Linked DNA regions of Zea mays: all the other regions are linked to region 1. Evidence: chromatin contacts called from public Hi-C data. All regions are on one chromosome and are shown on one strand. Each heading gives the region's core, a stretch centred on a gene start, on an enhancer-like site or on the middle of the called end of the contact. The rest is flanking DNA. Distances are from core to core; before and after follow the strand shown.

Region 1 (3,977 bases), core at 614-3,113:
AATGTATATCATCGGAGTTGATTACAAAAGAAATTGATTCAAAAGATTTCAATTTGAATGTATAAAACATTTATAAGTTTTAAAACACATGCTAGTTTAAGTGACAATCCTCAATAAAGAAGCTAAAGATGGGATATACTTATATAAGAAGGCCGAGCCCACCGGCACTTAACATCAGTCACAATCAAAGCGACTCGTAACCTGCAGCAACAATGGGAATAAACCCTGAGTACGCAATTACTTAGCAATACTTACTCGACTAGGATGGATTTTAGTTCGATCTATATTTATATTTTATTTTGTAAGACTTCCGTTATGTAATAAGTACTCTGATTATATTGTGACATTTATCTCTATACACTCTATTATTATATGTGTTGTCTTCTTTGGCGTATATATGAGATGCACCCGGCTTTGTCCCTTAAATCCGGATGTGACACCTGTAGTGGCACTCGGCAAAGGAAGTGCCTTTGCCTAACGTCCGTTTTTGACACACGGCAAAGTTTTTTTCTTCTTCTTGCACTCAAACTTTTTCTTATGTGTTCCTACAACACCTGGAACTACATGTTAAGTTTTGCCACATTTGTCGATGTGTTTACTATATTTAATAATTTTATTTCAATTAATTAATTTGTTTGGATAATTTAAATTTGAAATGTAGGCCATTCAAATAATATAAAAATGAATGAAAAATATATTAATGTTATTGAGGATAAGTTAAGGCTGTATTCAGATACGGATCAGAATTTCGAACACTCGTGCATAAAACATAATCACGAACTTGTGGTCCAGTTATTTTTTTCAAATCACATAAAAACAAATGAAGATAAAAGATAATAAAATTTATCGACACGTGATGATATCATATGTGAAAGCTGGGATAAAAAGTTGATAAAGTTTTGTAAAAAATTGTCACATATGACAGGCGGGAGACCCCAGCACGGCGGCCAATTTCACTTTGTGTATGGGCCTCGGTCGAGTATGGGCTGACCTGCGACTACTGGGCCCATCGTCTCACTGTACGAACGTCTCCTCCTCTGTATTCTTTTTTTTTCTTCTGGTTATTCAAAAAAGGGGATGCTGTATGAGCGTACCATCCTTTGCAGGTCTTTTATTTTGTTATTTTATTAGGAAAAAAAAGAGCGTTCTGAGTTTGTGAGCTTTACCCCAGTAGTGGCTGTAACCGGCAGACACGTGGGCCTGCTTCTTCCCACTCTGAATACAATCGTGGCCGTCAGAGGTATGGGCGAGCCAGAGCAGATGTTTAATTGATTGCCGTCTCCGGCCACCTGTTCCTATCCCTACTGAATTCAATGCACCCAAAACGTTACAGGAAGCGGTGAAAGAAAGCAGAGCCGGACCCGGACGCCTCTGCTACAGGCTCGCAAGGAGAACGAAAGTGGGCATGCCTCGGCCAGTGGCCGCCGGCGTTATCAGTACGTTACCTTGTCGTCGGCGAGAGCGAGACGAACGGAACTGTTGACCAGGCTAGCTAGGGCTAGCTGCGTGCGTGTGACGAGCGCAGAAGCTTCGGCTGGAGCTTTTGAACTCGACTCGAGTAGTCCAGCACGGCCGCAGCAGCACCCAGCTGCCTTGAGATTCACGAGTGCACGCGGGCGCGGTGCACACTACAAAGCCCCCGCCATTAATTACTAATCACGACGCGGGAGAACTGTGTAAAAAAGTTGGACGACTCCGAGCGCCACGCAGGCGCCCGTCCCGCCGGCCCGTGCACCTGCACCTCCCACGGACCTCCGCGTAGTTACGCTTGCCATGTGACCTGACCCCGCCCCTGACAAAGGGACACCGTGCGCTGCACATCACTGCCACCCGCGCCCGCCTCCTTCACTCCACTGTCCACTCCCCTCTCTCTCCAGTCTCTCCCCCACCAAAACCACCGCGCCGCCACCGGCACACCGCCGCGGCTGCCGGCCATGATCCCCGCTCCTCCCGCTTCCAGCGCAGGAGGCAGCATCACCAGCGGGTGGCGCAACCTCCTCCTCCTCCTCCTCCTCCTCACACTCACCCTCGCGCGCCCCGCAGCAGCGCAGCCGCCGACGAGCCCGGCGCTGCAGGCGGCGTACGCGGCGCTGCAGGCGTGGAAGCGGACGGCCATCTTCTCCGACCCGTCCAACTTCACCTCCAACTGGGCGGGCCCCAACGTGTGCGCGTACAACGGCATCTACTGCGCGCCGCGGCCCTCCGACGGGGCGCTGGCCGTGGCCGGCATCGACCTCAACCACGCCGACATCGCGGGCCACATCCCCGCCGACCTCCCCCTCGGCGTGCCCGACCTGGCGCTGCTCCACCTCAACTCCAACCGCTTCTGCGGGGTGCTGCCGGACACGCTGCTCCACCTGCGCCTCCTCCACGAGCTCGACCTCAGCAACAACCGCTTCGTCGGCGCCTTCCCCGCCGTCGTGCTCGCGCTCCCCTCGCTCCGCTACCTCGACCTCCGCTTCAACGACTTCGAGGGCCCCATCCCGCCGCCGCTCTTCGACCGCCCGCTCGACGCCATCCTCCTCAACTCCAACCGCCTCCGCGGGCCCATCCCGGCCAACCTCGGCAACTCGCCGGCCTCCGTGCTCGTGCTCGCGCACAACCGCCTCGGCGGCTGCATCCCGCCGTCGATAGGGAGGATGGCGGCCACGCTCAACGAGATCGTCCTCATCGACGACGACCTCACCGGCTGCGTCCCGCCGCAGGTCGGCCTGCTCACGAAGCTCACGGTGTTCGACGTCAGCGGCAACCACCTCCAGGGCCCGCTCCCGCCCGCCGTCGGCGGGATGGCCGCCCTCCAGCAGCTCAACGTCGCCGGGAACCTGCTCAGGGGCCCCGTGCCGCCGGCGGTGTGCGGCCTGCAGGGGACGCTCAGGAACTTCACCTACGAGGACAACTTCTTCACCTCGCGCCCTGGGTGCGCGGTCGCCACGGCTGACGGGCGCTGGAACTGCATCCCTGGCGCTCCTGCGCAGCGCCCACCGCCACAGTGCGCCGCCGCGGCCGCGCCGTTCGACTGCAGGACGGCGCAATGCCAGCCGCCTCCGACGTCCGGCCCGCCTGGGTCGGGCCCCGGTGGACCTTCACAGCCACTGTCCCCGCCAGGGAGCTCGAATACGCCGTCGCACCCATCCCCGCCAGGGAGCTCCAACACGCCGTCGTACCCTTCTCCGCCAGGGAGCTCCAACACACCGGCATACCCGTCTCCACCAGGGAGCTCTACGACACCGTCGCACCCATCCCCGCCAGGGAGCTCTACCACCCCGTCGCCACCAGGGAGCTCCACGACACCGTCGCACCCGTCCCCGCCAGGGAGCTCCACAACACCGTCGCCACCAGGGAGCTCCACGACACCGTCGCACCCATCCCCGCCAGGGAGCTCCAACACGCCGTCGTACCCTTCTCCGCCAGGGAGCTCCAACACACCGGCATACCCGTCGCCACCAGGGAGCTCTACGACACCGTCGCACCCATCCCCGCCAGGGAGCTCTACCACCCCGTCGCCACCAGGGAGCTCCACGACACCGTCGCACCCGTCCCCGCCAGGGAGCTCCACAACACCGTCGCACCCATCCCCACCAGGGAGCTCCACCACGCCGTCGTACCCGTCGCCGCCCGCAGACGGCAATAGCCCCAAGCCATCAATGCCGCCTTCGTCCCATGGTGGCTCGGCTCCGCCGTCAGGCTACCAGCCGCCGCCGTGGTCCCAGTGGGCACCGTCGGGTCAACCCGTAGGCGTACCACCACCCACAGAGCACCCCGGTGGCGTCTGGCCGCCGCACACGCCAACGGCTCCCGGCACACCAGGATCAGCGTACCCGCCGGGCACACCAGGATCGCCGTCCACACCGACGACTCCGGGCACGCCAGGTTCGACATTCCCGCCGACGACCCCCGGCGCACCAGGGTCGTTGCCATCCACGCCGACGACTCCGGGCACGCCAGGTTCGACGTTCCCGCCGACGACCCCGGGCGCA
Region 2 (3,977 bases), core at 446-2,945, 200 kb before region 1:
CACTTTTGCAAAGCCGTACTGCTCACTTCTTAAGTCCCGGTAAATGTGCTGCTCCAAGTAAACTGTGATCTGCTCAGATATCAACATGCATAAGACAGCAAGCTTACAGAGCCTGAATTTGCTTAAGAGGCAATCATGCCTGACAATATGTTTAACAAGGACTACTACTCTGAAATGAGGGCACCAAGGAGACAAGGGAACTATACTGAAAACATTAAGTTTAGAGGCCTAGAACAATGATCCATGAGGCATCTCCAGTTTCAAGATAAGTTATACCACTCGATCCTCGATTGCATTTATAATCAGTACTACAGAAGCTACAAAGCTAGCAAACTGTATTCTGAAGGGTCGTCTAAGTTTAGCAGCAAGATCAATTCGCTCAAAAGGTCAGAACCTCCACACCTGGCATGGAAACAACGAAATTCCAATGAGGAAGCAAGGGGAGTGAACCTTTGGCACTCGAAGAGGGTTTTTCGAAGCGTACTCGCACAACTTCCCAATCCTTCTCTCGTTAGGCTCTTCATCCTGCAACCGAAACAAACATGCTCATTAAATAAATAAATCCGCAACACAGTTCAAGCGTCAACATGCTCATATTCGACAAAGGGAAAAAACGGACACAGCATGTCCCGACCTGTGTTTTGGGGAAGATTTCAGCAAGGATCTTCTTGTACCGCTTCACGGGCATCCGGGACCGTGTTGTGAGCCCGGGGCAGAAATAGCATAGTGATACAGCCATCCTATACTTCTACGTTAACAATTGAAGAGCCGTGTCTGTCAGTGAGAATGGCATCGGTAAGAAACACCTCGTGATCCAGAGATTACAACAATGAAAACAATATTGGGTTGATCAAAGTGTGTGTGTGGGTGTGGGTGGGGGTATTCAAATGGATTTCGGGTGAGATTGTGAAAACTGAACCAGGGATTTCAACTGAAGCCAACCGCAAACAAATGAAGCTACAGACTAGAACTGAAAACATCCAGAGGTTTGCAAAACCGATACCCATTAACCAGCATTCGATGATCAATCAGCATCGACCCAAAAAGGAAATCAATAAATGAGGACACGATCGATCACCCGCACACCCCAGCGATCCCGATCATTAGCGCACACGCCAGAACCGACACAACGGCGTGTGAACGTGGGATAGAATGTGAGCATTACATTTCTACGTGGCGCCTGCCGGCCGGCGAGTTGGTCGGTCGGGTCGAGCTGCCGTGGCAGCGGGGGTCAGGCGGGGCCGGATCGGGGGAATGCGGGACGCCTGCGTCCGCGCCGGTGATCGTCCTCCGCTCCTCCGCCTCCGACCTGGAGAGACGCGACGCGCGTCGAGGTGGGGAATGGGGCGGTGGAGGTGGGGCGGGCGGGGAGGGACGGAGAAAGGCACGCACGCGCGCACGCCCCCACGGTTATTCGCGACGCGGCTTTGCCCTCGGTGGCGCGGTGACAGCGGGGGTTGGGTGGAGGGGAGGGGAGGTGGTGGTGGACTGGTGGCGTCCCGCCGTCCGCTCGTGCGTGCGGCCCGGCCGGGGCTCCAGGACCGCCGGGCGCGACTTCCGCCATCCTCGGCGGCGAGGCAGGCATCAGGCCCGCCCTCCAGATTTAGGCAGGAACCCGTGCCAGTTTGCGCTCGCCAGCAGGACGTCAGTTGCCACTTGCCAGCAGGACGGCAGGATGGTTTTGCGGTTAGGCTGGAAAAGGCTAGGAACTATTCCAGATTATCAATTTATACTATAAATTATACAATTATTCTAGCTGAAATCCTTCCCGGAGTAGGTTTCTGAATAATCGAACGAGCCCTAGAGCATTTTAGAGGCCCTAAACAAGTTATGTATTTTGAAATATAGGGATTGAGGCCATAAAACACCCTCCAACCGCGGCACTTTTTAATAAAATTCGTTAAATAATTATAAGTTTTGATCTATCGGATAATAAATATAATATTTTATATGTTAAAGCACTATCCTTATTTTTTATTAATTTACAACTATTTATTTTTTTTAATAACGTGATTTATTTCTTAAGTAGTATTTAAGGCCTAGCTGTTGGAGTACAAAAAAAATTGAGGCTCTAAATCTCTACTACTTATTAAGTTAGCAATAGTAGCCTGTTTTTTGTGTTCTGTCATTCTGCGATCTCAGCCGTCCATTCTACCGTTCTACAATCTCAGTCGTCCAATCCCGCACACCAGTTTTCCGCGCACATATTGAGCAGAATGTCTAGCCTTCCACCCTCTAGCCAACATGACTCATGTTGAATTATGTACAACTTCAACTAAAACGTCTTTTGTGTTTAACCCACCGTCCACTCTGTATGCTCACTGAGTCTAGAAAAATATTTATAGCTTGGCCCCTGATCTTTCTGGAATTTGGGATGCAGTCCAGGAAATAAAGAAAATAGGGAAAAGGAGTTTAGAAATTGATTTTTAGTTTAAAAATAATTGCAGAAACCCATTTAATTCATGGAAATTTCATATTAAATCCAAATGAGTTCGTTCCAATTTCTATAATTCTATAATATTATTTTTATCACATAATACTATGTTTTGTCATGAAAACAAAAATAAAATTGATTTCCTAATTAATCCTATATCAAATACATAGAAACTTTGGAAATTCGTAACTTCCCCATTTTAATTCCAAATTGAATCGTTCTAGTTGTGTTAGTCTCGTATGAATATTTACTACGCAGTAACAACATTGATTATACCATTTTCATACTTTTATAATTAGATATTTATTTATCCTATGTTAATTGGGTTAATCTATGTCTATTGGATTAATTTATTTAATATATTAATATAGTATTCTAACTTTGTGGTTATACGATGTTTGACCATTAGTCTTGCAAACACACACTTACCTTTTTGTTTAAGCAAAAGCGTATGGTGGTACGTGTCCAATGACTAACGATGTACGAGAGAATTTCTTCCAGTATGTGTGAAACGTGCTCTCCAATAATGAGACCATACAAATCGTGATATATATCAAAGTCTGCATGATACTGATGGTTGCAATATAGTGGTGAAACAGATAGATTATAAATAACAAAATTTATGTATGGCCAGAATCACAAATTGATTATGAAACATTTTCTCATAACGGTATAACACATATTTTGTATATAAGTTATCGTAGTATACTGGTATTATATATTCCCGTTGCAACGCACGGGCATTCAGCTATCATGTATAGAAGTCTGCACGGTACTGTTGGTTGCAATGTAGTGATGAAATAGTTAGATTGAAATAACAAAATTTATGTATGGCTAGGATCACAAATTAATTACGAAACATTTTCACATAACTGTATAACACACATTTGTTCATAAGTTATCATGATATTAAATGTTTCCGTTGCAACGCACAGGCACCCACCTATATGTGTTTATGTCTACATCTATGACAGGAAACACATCTACTACATCTCTCTCTAAGCTCACTTGCTACCATTGCACAATGCGTAGTAGTAGATAAGTATCACCGATATTCTTGAATTATATTTTTGGATGGAGGTAATATTATTTAAAGAAGAGTTTTGCATGCTATTTCTTTTGTTTGAATAATGCATTATACTTAAATTCCCTTTTTTTGCATGTGTGAAATTTTTTCTTCGTAATATTTTTTTCCATGGATCAGACTTGTGAGTCATTTTCATAAACCAACGCCAAGCATGAATCCATGTTTCCTACTTCAAACCCCGAACAAACTCCATGAGAAGGAGGCATTCGCGTTGTCGTCGCTCATCGATGACGAGAAGAAGCTTGGTGACTGTCAGTTCGACCTCTAAAAGCAGTCTTATGTGGTCGCATGCGCCGCTGTGTACGACAAGCTCCCACGAAGCCACCGCTTGGACACGATCCAGAGCAGCTGCACCGCGTTGTCCATCGTTAAGCAGGGGGCCTCATGGTTGTCGCCAACATCGACGACTCTCGGGTTGTTCTGGACACCGCATCCGACGACGACGCCATCACGCCG
Region 3 (3,977 bases), core at 595-3,094, 140 kb before region 1:
AGCCGTATGCAGACCCTACAACCTACGGTCTCACCGCGGCGGGGCGGCGTCGCCGGCGGCGAGGACGGCCTCGAGCGTGGCGACGACCTTCGCCATGGAGGGCCGGACCTTGGGGTTGTGGCTGAGGCAGTCGTAGGCGAGGCGGGCCACGCGCTCTAGCCCCATCTCCGGGTCCACCTTGCCCATCCGCCGGTCCAGGATCCGCTCCAGCTTGTTGGGCCGGATCAGGATGGGCCGCGCCCAGTCCACCAGGCTGCCGTCGCGGGCCCCCGCCCGGCTCGGCTCCAGCGCGCGCCGCCCCACCAGCATCTCCAGCAGCACCACGCCGAAGCCGTACACGTCGCTCATCACCGTCAGGTGCCCTGCATTGCGTTCCGTCATATATTGCAGAGAAGCGCCGGCGGCCGCCGGACGCCGGCGATCTCTCACCGTCGTCAGGGAAGAAGAACGGACGGTGCCTACCGGTGGCTATGTACTCCGGCGCGGCGTAGCCGTAGGTGCCCATGACCCTGGTGGATACGTGCGTCTCGTCGCCCATCGGCCCCTCCTTGGCCAGCCCGAAGTCCGATAGCTTCGCGTTGAATTCCTGGCAGATCGAGAGAGGAACGTCGTTGGTTAGTTTCTGGCCCTTTTAATTGATGGTGGACGCCGGCGCGGGCCGGGACGAAGATGAATCCACGAGACGAACGATCGTAGGCAATGCAATATGCAGTGACGATTAGCGACGAACCGCGTCTAGCAAGATGTTGGAGGTCTTGAAGTCCCGGTAGATGATGGGGCGGTCGGAGCCGTGGAGGAAGGCGAGGCCCCTGGCGACGTGGAGCGCGACGGCTACCCGCGTCGTCCACGTCAGGCTGCAGGCGCGGCGGAACAGATGGTGCTCCAGGCTGCCCTTGGCCATGAACTCGTACACCAGCAGCCGGTGGTTGTCCTCGCAGCAGTAGCCGATGAGCTCCACCAGGTTCGGGTGCCTGTACTGCCCGAGGTAGCTCACCTCCGTCTGCACGCATGTATGTCATCCATGGACGACGGACGTGGGTGGTGATGGCTCATGGAGGTATGCATGCGTGCGTGCGTGCATATATAGGGATCGATAGGATGCTGCCCGTACCAGCCACTCCTTGTCACCCTGGATCCCCTCCGGGTTGAGCACCTTGACGGCGACCTCCGTGGTCGGCGGGTACCCCTTGCGCACGGCGCCGTCGATGAGCCCTCTGTAGACGACGCCGAAGCCTCCTTCGCCGACGATCTGCCCCGGGTTAAAGTCGCCGGTGGCCTTCCTGAGCTCGTCGTACGAGAAGAGACTGAGGTGGCCGTACGGCGCCGACATGGTCCGGAACTCCTCCACGTCCTTGGGCACGGCCAGGACCAGCTTCCCCTCCGACCCCACCTTCCTCAGCTTCGAAGGGGCCGCCGCCGGCCTCGGGGCCTCATCTGCGTGCACGCGCGGCGCGATCGTCGGGAGTCTCGGGACCGACCGCAGGTCATATTCATATGTATATCTTGAGCATGCATGCATGCAAAGCGGCGGAATCGAGGGCGCCGACTCCTTGAGGCCAGGTGCGTACCTCGACGGCGGGACGACGGGCGCGGCTGGTGGACGTCGCCGCAGCTAGGGAGGATCCAGCGATGAATTCTCCGGAAGAACGGTATGTGGCTGATCATTTGGCCGTTCGCTCGTTCGTCCTCGTCTTCCCTCGCTGGCCGGCGGGGGCAGCCGACGGCCTCCGACCACACGCGCGCGACGGGGGGAGACGGTACACGCCGTGCTCTCGGCCGGGTCGCTGCCGATGGAGGAGGCACGGCGGTCAGCTGGGGAGAGACGACGAATGAATGAATAGGCAGGGAGGAGGGAGGAATGGTCGGAACAGGGGCGGTCCGACCTTTTGGGTGGCCAGCCCAGCGCAGCCCCAGCCCAGCCCGCCTCGCCCCCTGCCGCCTGCCTTAATTTGGCGGGCAACGCGAGCGATCCACACGCGCCAGCTCCGTGCATGTTGCCATGTTGTCGAGGCCGTCAGGCGGCGCGGCAACGACATGCGCGCGCTCAAGCTCGACGTCATCAAACAATAGCTAAAGCTCAAAGAAAGAAGATCTCGAGGTTCTTGATAATTTAGAACACAGAAAGCTAAGTGAAAAGCCAGCAACTATTCGGGCCTTTAAACAAACTTTTTGAGTAAAATACAATTCAGATACTTAAACTTGTCAGGCTGTTAAAATACAAAGGGGATACTTAAACTTGTCATGCTATGTAGTTCTAGTCCATAAACTTTTAAAGTACTACATGAAACAATCCATGAGCTACACAGAAGAAAGTTTGATGGGTAACTTTCAAGATATATTTTGAGAGGGCATACGACAAGGTTAAGTGGCCTTTCTTGTACCAAACTCTACGGATGAAGGGTTTCTTTCTAAGATGGATATCTTAAATAAAGACCATGTCGGGAGGTAGTGTGGCTATAAACGTTAATGATGAGATAGGTCACTATTTTCAAATAAAGAAAGGCCTTAGGCAAAGAGACCCACTTTCACCCCTCCTTTTTAATATTGTAGCTGATATGTTGGCTATAATAATCAAAAGGGCAAATATGGAAGGGCAAGTCGGTGGGGTTGTGCCCCACTTAATAGATGGAGGTTTATCTATCCTTCAATATACGGATGACATGATCCTATTCTTAGAACATGATCTAGAGAAGGCTCGCAATATAAAATTGTTGCTTTTTGTCTTTGAATAAATCTCGGGACTAAAAATCAACTTTCACAAGAGCGAAATATTGTGCTTTGGTGCAGCACAAGATCACGAGCAATTGTAGTGTAAAAAAAGAGAGTTCCCTCTAAGGTATTTGGGTATTCCTATTCATTATAGAAAGTTCAAAAATACTGATTGGAGGGAGGTAGAGGAAAGATTTGAAAAAAGGCTTAGTAGCTGGAAAGGAAAATATTTATCAATTGGGGGAAGGCTAACCTTAATCAACTCAGTTTTGAATAGTCTCCCCATGTATATGATGTCCTTTTTTCCTGTTCCAAGGGGTGTCCTCAAAAAGCTTGATTACTTCCGATCTCGCTTTTATTGGCAAAGTGATGAGAATAAAAAAAATACCGCCTAGCCAAATGGAACATCCTTTGTCAACCTAAGGACCAAGGGGTTTGGGCATCATGGATCTCAATTTAAAGAATAGGGCCCTGCTAAGCAAATGGTTGTTTAAGCTCCTAACTACGGAAGGAACGTGGTAACAATTGCTTAGAAACAGATACCTTAGATCCAAACCACTAGTACAGGTTGAATGGAAACCAGGGGACTCACATTTTTGGTCGGGACTGATGAAGGTGAAGCAAGACTTTCTTCACTTTGGAACCTTCAAAATCAGGAATGGATCACAAGTGAGATTCTGGGAAGACAGGTGGTTAGGCGGCATAGCTTTAAAAACCCAGTACCCCTCTTTATGTAATATTTGTTGAAGGAAATTCGAGACAGTTTAAACAATATTAAAATTAGATAACACAAATCTAGCTTGGAGGCGATCTCTAATTGGGTCTAAGCTTGTTGTTTGGAATAAGTTGCGCCAAAAGCTTGTTATCATAGCCTTAACACAAGATCAGGATATTTTTCGATAGAACTTGCATCCAAATGGTCAATTCTCGGTAAAGTCTCTTTATCTGGCCCTTATCAAAGAAGATGTCCTAAACCTAAATAAGAGATTATGGAAAATAAAAGCACCCCTTAAAATCAAGATTTTTCTATGGTATCTTCGTAGGGGAGTGATCCTCACCAAAGATAACCTAGCTAAACGAAATTGGAAGGGAAGTAAAGCATGTAATTTCTGTCAAGACAATGAAACAATTCAACACTTGTTTTTCGAATGCTGATTTGCTCGTATGGTTTGGAGCCTGGTTGTCGGAGAGGAAATTCTCCGGCCGGGTGGCGGAACGCACCCGCCCTAAATCTTAAGATGAGGAGGGACCTAAGTGTTTTTCCTGCT

Evidence for each region. A called contact is a pair of places that touch in the nucleus more often than the background predicts.
Region 2: a contact with region 1 is called in a Hi-C map of leaf, with 4 times the contacts expected there. The contact joins the promoter of LOC100217264 here to the promoter of LOC100273704 in region 1. A contact is called at or near these places in 11 of 25 Hi-C or Micro-C datasets (bundle sheath, ear, endosperm and 3 more).
Region 3: a contact with region 1 is called in a Hi-C map of ear, with 8 times the contacts expected there. The contact joins the promoter of LOC103629582 here to the promoter of LOC100273704 in region 1. A contact is called at or near these places in 14 of 25 Hi-C or Micro-C datasets (bundle sheath, ear, endosperm and 4 more) and 1 of 3 datasets of contacts at active chromatin or transcription factors (leaf).

The regions. Positions count from the first base shown.
Region 1 is chr6:95,642,634-95,646,610 of Zm-B73-REFERENCE-NAM-5.0, reverse strand. LOC100273704 (Leucine-rich repeat (LRR) family protein) reads left to right here and starts at 1,863. Exons shown (of 1, transcript NM_001148116.2): 1 at 1,863-3,977. The coding sequence starts at 1,935.
Region 2 is chr6:95,843,509-95,847,485 of Zm-B73-REFERENCE-NAM-5.0, reverse strand. It overlaps LOC100217264, which reads right to left and starts at 1,695. Exons shown (of 20, transcript NM_001359568.1): 1 at 1,166-1,695; 2 at 635-774; 3 at 451-525; 4 at 1-69. The coding sequence starts at 739.
Region 3 is chr6:95,778,046-95,782,022 of Zm-B73-REFERENCE-NAM-5.0, reverse strand. LOC103629582 (serine/threonine-protein kinase) reads right to left here and starts at 1,844. Exons shown (of 4, transcript XM_008650658.2): 1 at 1,112-1,844; 2 at 731-1,000; 3 at 463-586; 4 at 1-362. The coding sequence starts at 1,519. The coding sequence ends at 31.